Linked DNA regions of Mus musculus: region 2 is linked to region 1. A link is a contact called in public Hi-C data. All regions are on one chromosome and are shown on one strand. The core of a region is the stretch at or near the end of the contact, and the rest is flanking DNA. Distances in the headings are between cores, read along the strand shown. Region 1 has its middle 490 kb from the start of Zfat. Region 2 overlaps Zfat (zinc finger and AT hook domain containing).

The links. A called contact is a pair of places that touch in the nucleus more often than the background predicts.
Region 2: a Hi-C map of bone marrow-derived macrophages shows a contact between it and region 1, with 16 read pairs. The contact joins two enhancer-like sites. A contact is called at or near these places in 1 of 484 Hi-C or Micro-C datasets (bone marrow-derived macrophages) and 1 of 9 other capture datasets (embryonic stem cells).

The regions. Positions count from the first base shown.
Region 1 is chr15:67,764,752-67,769,997 of GRCm38.p6, forward strand. No RefSeq gene overlaps it. Among named protein-coding and RNA genes, the nearest start is that of Zfat, 490 kb to the right of the region's middle. Within about 2 kb of position 3,055, at least 6 of the 459 cell types and tissues checked have an H3K27ac peak or open chromatin away from gene starts, as enhancers often do. A contact at or near this core is called in bone marrow-derived macrophages, where this site is marked.
Region 2 is chr15:68,173,790-68,179,035 of GRCm38.p6, forward strand. It overlaps Zfat (zinc finger and AT hook domain containing), which reads right to left. Exons shown (of 16, transcript NM_001145888.1): 7 at 4,922-5,154. Among named protein-coding and RNA genes, the nearest start is that of Zfat, 82 kb to the right of the region's middle. Within about 2 kb of position 2,077, at least 16 of the 459 cell types and tissues checked have an H3K27ac peak or open chromatin away from gene starts, as enhancers often do. A contact at or near this core is called in bone marrow-derived macrophages, where this site is marked.

The sequences.
Region 1 (5,246 bases), core at 1,805-4,304:
CCCCAATACAGGGGAATGCCAGGGCCAAAAAAATGGGAATGGGTGGGTAGGGAATTTGGGGGGGGGAGGGTATGGGGGACTTTTGGGATAGCATTGGAAATGTAATTGAGGAAAATACGTAATAAAAAATATTTTTAAAAAAGGATGTGAAAGTTAGAGGATATGATGATAAATATTTTCAATTGATTAGGGCATAGGCATACATGATGCTTTGAGAGATAGGTAGATAGACAGACAGATAGATAGATAGATAGATAGATAGATAGGTAGATAGATAGATAGATAGATAGATAGATAGATAGATGTGAAGTGTTTACTATAGTCATGTGTGTTATCACACATATCGCCTAACACGATCATTTTTCAGTGGTAAAAGTACCTAAAGTATTCTTTCTCATCTTATCAACTATCCAGGATACCCAACAATATTGTCAACACATTTAATATTAAATCACTAGTTCTCATTCTACAAAACAGCATCTTTTTACTCATTGGCCTAAGTCCCTCTATTTTTATTACCCATCTGCTTACTTTCATTGTTTACTCTCTCTACATATTCAACCACTTTTTTGTTTGCATAAATGAATATTTTTCTTTTTGTGTATGGGTTTTTTTAGTTAGAAAAATGTCATCTATGTTTATTTGTACTGTTGAAAATGACAGGATCTCATCTTCTAGATAATATTCTGCTGTGTATGTGTTTTCATAAATATGTCCTACCACTCACTAGACTGCCTTTTCCATTTTTGGATCATTCCATTTGCTATGCTGAAACTTTGTCAGTAGATGTCATCCAACTTGTTTACATTTGAGGGTATTTTTTGTTTGTTTGTTAGTACTTGTAGGAAAAAATACCATTAAAGTTGATATAAAGACAACATGACAAAGTTCATGTTATCTTTTAGGATTGTTATGATGTGTGTGTGTGTGTGTGTGTGTGTGTGTGTGTGTGTGTGTGCATATACATGAGGATCATGATGGGTTTTACAGTGATTCTGGCATCAACTCTGAATAGATATGGGCAAGTGAAAGTTCATAGACAAGAAGCTAAGTATCTGTATCCAAAAAGTAGTAATGAAAACATCAGGGCGAAGCAGAATTCTGGCTAGCCCGAACTAACTCTATTGTCACTAATACAGGGTAGGATAATCAGATATCTCCTGAGGAATAATTCAGTATTAGAAGCTTGTCAGATATGATCCAGAATAAAAGATGAGTTCTTGCTACATTTATATAAATCTAGAGGTGGTGCACATACCTTTAATCCCAGCACTCTGGAGGCAGAGGCAGGCGGATTTCTGAGTTTGAGGCCAGCCTTGTCTACAGAGTGAGTTTCAGGACAGCCAGGGCTATACAGAGAAACCCTGTCTCAAAAAAAAAAGAAAGAAAGAAAGAAAGAAAGGAAGGAAGGAAGGAAGGAAGGAAGGAAGGAAGAAAGAAAGAAAGAAAGAAAGAAAGAAAGAAAGAAAGAAAGAAAGAAAGAAAGAAAGAAAGAAAGAAAGAAAGACAGACACAAGTGGGTCTTCAAGAAGATTGGAATATCTATGTGTTAAATAATTTTAGACGTTAAATCTGAGAGGTGCAAGGCTACTAAAGAAAGGATGGAACTATGAAATATAGACTTGGTTGGTTATGGTCAGCAATTTGCAAGACTCATAAAATTGTATGTTATTCACAAAGGGATTTTCTGGAGATGCAATGTTCTCTTGTAATTGACTCCTCATGACCATAGAACATACATCAGGTAGTTTGTTTTCTAATACATGTTCCATGTATGAATAACACTTCTGAGTGCTTATCCAAAGAACTCCAAGTTAAATGATCACAGAGACATGAATATTATTGTTAACAGAAGCACTATCCACAATAGCTAAGTCATATAATCAACATACATGCTTAAAAACAGATGACTGCACAAAGAAAGGGTGGTGTTTCTGCTGGAAGGAGAAATAATAAGTTATATTGTTTACAGGAAAACAGATTCAATAATTAGGTAAACTAAGCAAGTTAAATACTGTATGTTTTCTATTACTTGTATATAGATATCTCTATAGATTTTATATGGGCACATGAAATCATGTATGAATGTTTTATATGAAAGCAGAACTGTCTAGGGTACATATGGAAACTAATAGAGAGGAGTGTTGAAAAGAGGACTAGGGGCCATGGGAGAGATTATTCTCAACATACATATGCTTTTATGAAAATGACATTGTATAATAGATTACCATATACAATGAATATACATTATGAAAATATTAAAATAGATCCTAAATAAATAAAATCAAAAAGAGTCACATGTTTTGTTTTGTTTTGTTTTGTTTGTCAAAGGAAAATATACCTGCTTGAAGCCCTGCACAAAAGCTGAGGTGACCAACAAAATGGAAAGTTCAAATCTCCAGCCGGGCGTGGTGGCACACGCCTTTAATCCCAGCACTCGGGAGACAGAGGCAGGCAGATTTCTGAGTTCGAGGCCAGCCTGGTCTACAAAGTGAGTTCCAGGATAGCCCAGGGCTACACATAGAAACCCTGTCTTGAAAAAACAAAAAAAAGTCTCAAATCCCCTACATAGGAGATGGCTTCACTATCCATTTTTCATCTTTCCAAGGGAGCACACATGCACATATTTCTGTTGTGGAAAAGCCAGAGAGACTGTTATATCTGTGACACCTCTTTGTCCCCTGTTGATCCTACCACTTTTACTCACATCTCCCAATTCCCTACAGACAACCCCTTTATCATCTGCTTTATGTACATGTAAACATTGCACTTTCATTTGCGGTCAACTCTTTAGCTGCCATGACTCCCACTGAAAAGCAGAGACCCTTTTATATGAAACTCCCAAGATAATATTGGGCCTTCAATATTCAGTGTACAATACAACTCTCTGGAAGGTCATCTTCTAGGTGTTGTCTGAGTTGCTTAGTGTTGCTGGGACAGAGTGCCCCGTCCAAGTGATTTATAGGACAAGAGATTTATGTATCCTAGCAGTCTTCAGGGACAGTTCACTATGGTCGGAAAGGCATAAATGCAGAAACAAGATGCATGTGCAATCCAAAAAGGAGAACTTACTGAGGAAGTCTAGTGACAAACTCACCCCCACTGCCACTCCTGTAGTGATCCACTTTTTCTAGCAAGATTCCACTTCCTATTAAGTTCCAGAGCCTTCCCAAACAGCATCACCAGCTGGGGACCAAGCCCTCAAACACGACCCTGTTGAAGACATCTCATATTCAAACTGTAATTAGTATTATTCTATGTGTTATGGGTTTTCCTTGGGGGCATTTTTGTATTAAATCATTAACTTCTGACCATCCTGTCTTTATTTAATCGCATATGTGTTCATTATCACACCAAGAGGGGAAGTACTCTGCTCACTACTATTTCTCCTTGATAATCACTCTCATTTACCTAGCCCTTCCTTACTGCAAACTTTCCTCCTGATGATCACCGGCTTTCTATTCCCACTGGTGTTCATGAATGTGGATTATAGGTACAGAGAGACTCCTGATAACATTGCCTGTAAATAGAGATGGCTTGGAACAGGCACAGGGAAAAGGGGGTGGTGGAGGAAAATGGTTTAAAATCTAAAGGAAAAGCCCATGTTTAATAATCTCAATCACAAGGTAGGAAAGTGAACTTCTTTCTTGGGTCTAATTATTCTTTTATAACTTCCATCTTTGCAAACAATCCCGATCACTTGTACTTTCTTCTTTTATATTCTTTCCTTGAATTACTTTACCTTTCTGCTAAAATCAAGTGTAGCCTATGATATCCTGCAGTTTACATACTTCTGCAATCCAGTTATTCATTCTTTGATTAACTATGTTCCTTCCAGAGAAGATTCCAGCGGCCTTGAAATGAAACATATCTTTTTGTTTGCTACCATCATCAGCTTAGGGCTTGCTTGTTTCTTCAGCTCTTGCTCTTTGATGAATATCTCTTTTTCTTCTCCTACTTTCTCCTGGCCTGACACTTGCCTGCTTTGGAATGCACTAAGGTCTGTGAAGACACCATAATTCTGTCTCCAATTGGTTGAATAACTCTGGAACTGTTTTATGTGTGTGTGTGTGTGTGTGTGTGTGTGTGTGTGTGTGTGTGTGTGTGTGTGTGTTGAAAAAATCTATCTATCTATCTATCTATCTATCTATCTATCTATCTATGTTGAAAACTTTTGGTGCTGCTTGATTACTTTCTTGTGTGATCTCTTTGTTTACTACTATGCTTGATGACTTTGTCTTTGATCTAAGAACTGGCCATGTTCTTTGGCTGTACCTAGAGTGATATAAAAGCAGGCTGGGAAGTGGATGCTCACATGGATGGATCACAGGGCTCCCAATGGAGGAGCTAGAGAAAGTAGCCAAGGAGCTAAAGGGATCTGCAACCCTATAGGTGGAGCAACATTATGAACTAACCAGTACCCCGGAGCTCTTGACTCTAGCTGCATATGTATCAAAAGATGGCCTAGTCGGCCATCACTGGAAAGAGAGGCCCATTGGACACGCAAACTTTATATGCCCCAGTACAGGGGAACGCCAGGGCCAAAAAGGGGGAGTGGGTGGGTAGGGGAGTGGGGGTGGATGGCTATGGGGGACTTTTGGTATAGCATTGGAAATGTAAATGAGCTAAATACCTAATTAAAAATGGAAAAAAAAGCAGGCTGGGGAAAAATAAAGCTGGTTCAGCCTCAGCACTGGCTGGAGTCAGGTTATAGTTTTGTCTAATTATCTTTTTCTTTTCAATCCTCCCTCCCTCCCTTGAGTCCCCGTTGACTAACTGAGATGCCTTGGATATCTATAGATGTAGATATATATATATATATATATAGATAGATAGATAGATAGATAGATAGATATAGGTATAGGTATAGGTATAGGTATAGGTATAGGTATAGGTATAGATATAGATATAGATATAGATATAGATATAGATATAGATATAGATATAACATATGTATACACACACATATATATTTATATCCATCCAAAATATATATGTATATACACATACATATATATCTTTACTTAAATAATTTATATTAAATATTTATATATTTCAGGAACTTCCATCATTTGAGAAGAAGAGACTTGATGAACTATAATATAAACCATATAGTTTCCAAGAAGTAAACTGCAAAGCCCATGCTTTGTCTGTCCAAGCTATGGAGAGATATAGAGGCAGCATCACTGGAGAGCCTGCTCATTCATTATCACTTAGATTATTTCTTGGGTCCCAGATAAATCTTA
Region 2 (5,246 bases), core at 827-3,326, 410 kb after region 1:
TGTTTCTACATCACCAGCAAGTTCACCCAGTCTCCCTGGAACTCTCTGAGTGATTTACAGTCAGCAGGAGGTCTCAGTGCTGGGACTCTGTCCTAGCTCCAAATCCCCAGTGTTATCTCTTCCTTGGCAGTGATGATGTGAATGTGTCAGCAATGGTAAAGGCAGGGATGGAAGGCTTGGCAGTGGAGAATATGAGCAGCTTCTCCTTAGATGCTTCGAAATCTTGAAAATCTTTTAAAGGGATGATTAACACTTAATTTCCGAAAGTTAAGATGCCTGTACAGATTTCACCAAGAGTTAGCTCAAGTGCTATGAATGCAACCAGCAGCACTGAAGGCTCGATCCTGCTGTGCTCACCACTAAAACTGCACTTCAAATGCTCAGCAACTCAGAGAGTGAGGGAAACTCCACACAAGGGAGCACTGCCCAACCATAAAACGGAGCAGAACATGAAGCCTGCTATCACATAAATAAAGAAGGACACTAGTCGCACACAGTTTGTGACCCTTTTATGTAAAATGTTCGTGGACATAGGAAGTGTCTAGGGACAGAGAAGGGAGTGGTGACAGCAGACAAGAAAGCCTTCCTATGGGACAACAGATGCTTTTTCTAAAGTTGCTGATGGCTACATAATCGTGTGTAGACTAAATTCTACTAAACTTCACGTTGTAAAAGAATAAATTATACCTTATGCACATCACAAATCAATAGAACAGCTTAAAAACAACCTTCCCTGCAGATGTGAAGTATTTTAGAGCTAACACCTTCATTATCAGGTCAACAGTGTCTACATGAACAGAAGATTTGTCCCTGTGTGGTATCCTCAGCCACAGGACAGAAATAAATTACATCAGGCTCAAAAGACAAATATCACACAATCTCAAAAGCTGGAGGTTTTCAAAGAAGTCCTCTTCACTGCAGAGGCAATACAGTCGCCCACTTCAGGAACAAGTGCTCAGGCATGAAATCAAAGTATTCGCAGTTTGAATGGTCATTTCCCCCTCCCCCTTTCTTGTCCCGAACATCCTCAACCTCACAGTCACACTCCACAGCGGCTCACGCTGGCTGGGGAGGGCAGGGTGTTGACCCGCTAGCCTTCTCCTCCTACTGGTGATCTGTTCATCCACAGAAAGCAGAGTGCTCCTTGCAGCAAGGGACAGTCTTCCTTGTATCTGAAGTCCCCTTGCTAGCATGCACAGGCCAAAGCCTCCCACTTCAGAAGCAGCAACAAGTTACGTACCTTTAAGAGTACCTCGGTTATTAGTCCCCAGACTTACTGTATCTTGTTAGGCCACATGGGCGGTTATCCCTGGGAGGCCCAATATTTTTAAGGGAAACAAAAGAGCAGTTGATCTATAGAGAGGGTAGGCTGGGCGGGGGTGGGGATAGTGGGGAGGAAGGGTGGAGGCAGGGAAAATTGATATCTGGATGTAATGTATGAGAGAAGAAGAAAAGTTAAAAACCAACCAAACAAACAAACAAACAAACAAAGAGAGTTCTTCAATTGAACTGGGCAAGGTGGCTTCAACCTACAGTCCCAGATTTTAGGATGCCGAGGCCAGAGGAGTACTATGAATTTAGGCCAACCTGGGCTACAGAGTGAGGACCTGTTTTCAAAAACAACTTATCTCAATGGAAAGAATTACAAATACCAACAAGGGCAAAAGTAGAAATGAGACCCTAAGATCTTCTAAGAAAATGTGAGAACTAATGAGAAGCAAGACAGTATATCTCTTGTGACGTTTACTAAGCCACACTCCTTGCATCAGGATGTTATACTTCTCTAGGAGCAATGTGCAGATATTATTAACTCATGCAGCTTTCAGAATGGCTGCCACAGTAATACAGAAGTACTGTCTCCTGTCCCTACCTGGGCCATAGTCCACCTCTGCCACACTCCTTCAGAAGATGTACAAGTGTCCAAGAGCTTCATCACTAACACTGCTGACCCGCCAGCAGCCAGTGAAGAGCAATGGGCTGTGATAAGGCCATGGGATGCAATCTGCCAACCCTCACTCATGCCATAGCCACAGACAAAGTATTGCACAACAGAGACTTAGACACGAGACTCTACACAGTAGAGGAAGTGATTCCTAACAACTAGAGGGGACTTGGGAATTAAGTAAAAACACAAGGAAGTGACTACAAGATCAAGCCAGCAGCTTTCTGCCCCAAGGTTGGTCTCCCCAGAGCTTCTTCCACATTGCTAGAAGTGAGATCAGTGCTCGGAAAGAAGGTGCAATCACATTCCTCACCATGAAAGTAGAAAAGTGCTGTGTGACATTCCCTGGGGAGACGCAGACAAATGCTTACCCATTCCTTACAGGGGTCCAATGACAGAGCAAAGTGCATGTCAGTCAGAGACTAACCTGGAGAACCAATGAGTCTATTGGACTTCTTTATCTAACACAGGTGAGAGAGGGGTTACCCCAAAGGAGAAAAGTCTCACCTCAGAACCAATGACAACTAGCTAAACAGATGGAGTTCCAAGCATTTTGGTCAACACCCCGTACACACATACACACACACAATCTACACACTCTAGCATCCCCAAAGATCTCAAAGATATGTGTAGTTAGGGCTGAGTTATACACAGCTAGCTGCAGAGTACAGGAGACAGTAACTGTGACCAGGTGAGGGTCCAACGACCCTCTCTGTGCCCGTTTCTGTAAGAGAACATCAACATTCAATGTCACTGATCTCCAAGGGCCACTGCACTTAGCACAGCTGTTCAATGTCACTGATCTCCAAGGGCCACTGCACTTAGCACAGCTGTTCAATGTCACTGATCTCCAAGGGCCACTGCACTTAGCACAGCTGTTCAATGTCACTGATCTCCAAGGGCCACTGCACTTAGCACAGCTGTTCTGATGAATGTGTTGCTACCCTCAGAGGATAGCGTCTACAACAGCTGTTTATAAGTAAGAAGCAAAGCACACAAAGGCAAGACGAAAGACATCAGCTGCATACTCCTGATGCTCCCTCATGACCCTAGCGCTGTGGGATGTACACAAGAGACTGAGCATCAGCATCTAAGGAAGAAAACAACCAGGCTAGACGAGCAACTCCAGGCCATTCACAACTAACAGGCAAATTCTGCATGTGGAACAAGAGGCAGCCTAGGCTGCACAGTCAGATTTTCAGTGAACAATGGCTTAGCTCCTGTCGCCCATTTTACCTGAGTTCAGAAGCTCTAAGTCCAGAGCAGTGAGCTGCAAAACAATAGTCTATACCAAGCACTTAATGTCCTCCTTCACCTCACCCTCACCGCTCAGGTACACTGTGGCACAGATTATTTGCATTACTCATACCAAACACCAGGTAAGCAGTGGAGGAGTGAGGATTCAATCCATCCTTCTACCTTCCTAGCTTCCAACACCTCACTCGAAGGCTTCTCCTAACAAGAACATATTCTACCACTGGACTCACTCCTCCTCAGGCTCAGGGCCAACCTAACAGCAATGACAGAAAAGTTAATAAACCACATGCCCTACCGGAGAAGGAGGACAGCAATTATATCTCAACACTGCAATAACAAAATAGGAATACACAAATATACATAGATGTGTACATATATGCAGGCATGTCTATGTATATATGTGTGCATACATGAGTGTGCATGAATGGGTACTGACATAATGGACTTTGTGATGGTTTGAATGAGAATGGCCTCCCATAGGCTCACAGATTTGAATGCTTGGTCCCCAGAACTATTTGAAAGGATTAGGGGATGTGACCCACAAAAAGACTGGAGGAGGTATATCACTGGGAGTGGGCTGTGTGATTTTAAAGCCCAGAGTCTCTCTCTCTCTCTGCCTATAGATCAGACTGTAGTTCTCAACTTCTGTTCCAGGGTCTACCTGTATGCCCCCATGCTTCCTGCCATGATAATAATGGACTAAACCTGTAAAGTGTAAAGAGCACCCCAACTAAATGTTTTGCCTTTTAAGTGATGCCTTGATTGGGGTGTGTCGTCACAGCAACAGAACAAGACAGACTTTTAAGTGTATATTTTATATAAAAGGTGGCAGCTGTCAGACATGACAAGTGAACTGTCTGAGGCCATAGAGCCTGTGGCGATGTGGCAGATGGTATTGGAGTCTATCCCAACATGCTTTGATCTCCTCATACCTCCAAACACCCCAAATGCACCTTGATGACAAACCTCCTGGCTGTTAGTGATTCTTATACCAGAAAGTCAAAGCAACTCTTCTGATTTCTGAAGCTTCCTTTTGTGCTGGCTACATAAAACAGAGCCACATGGGCCCCAGGTGTGGTGTCTATTACAGTAAGAAGTCTTAAATCAGTCTCAGGACTGTCAGCCTCTTCTCATCAGACTAGACCTTGCAAAGAAAAAAAAGCCATTCACTCATTGCATCATTATGAGATCAACCACTACTGAACCAGACATGACCATTGTGCCGTTAACAGCACCTTGGATAAACATGTCACTTCTTAAATCAAAGCTTTCTAGATTCTGTTGATGTTTATAATGAATGCCACACTAATATGACAACAGTGTTCCTGGTATAATCACCTAATCCTATCGAATCATCCAGTTTAATCCCCCAAAAACACTCACAGGCAGCTATTATTATTCCTGTTGTTAATAAGACTTAAAAATGCCATTTATGAAGCCTTTGCTTCATTTCCACTCTGGGCTTCGCTCTTCTGTAGACTCAGATGCTAAAAGTATGCACAGAGAATGAAATTCAGTCTAGTCAGAGGCTCACTAGGAAAGGAGCTGGGGTAGAGAGAAGCTCTGTGAGGCATCAAGAGGCCGGAGCAGGGCCCTCTGTGTCTGGAGGGGCAGGGTGTGCACACCCCTGCAGCAGAGATAGGTCCATATGCAGAAATGTGAGAGAGTAATGGGCACCCAGGGGGAGGCGGGTGGGGGCTGCTGTTCGGGCTTGCTACTTACCAGCTCTGTGTGAACTTTAAGATGGGCCTGCAGCTTATATTTATCTGGAGTCGAGTAGTCACAGCCGTCAGTGGGGCACTTCAGCAAGATGTTACTGTGTTTCTGAATTACATGGCGTTTAAGGCAGTTTTTGGTGATGGAAGAATAGTGACACTGGGAGCAATAATACAGATGTTCCCGGGTGTGGGTGCGGACATGCATGTCAAAATGCACCTGGTACCAAAAAAGTTTGCCTAAAAAAATATTTGCACATGAGAACAAGGAAGTTTCTTTTCTACTAAATTTGATTTTTTTTTAAAATTATCATCCTTAAACTACCATATTT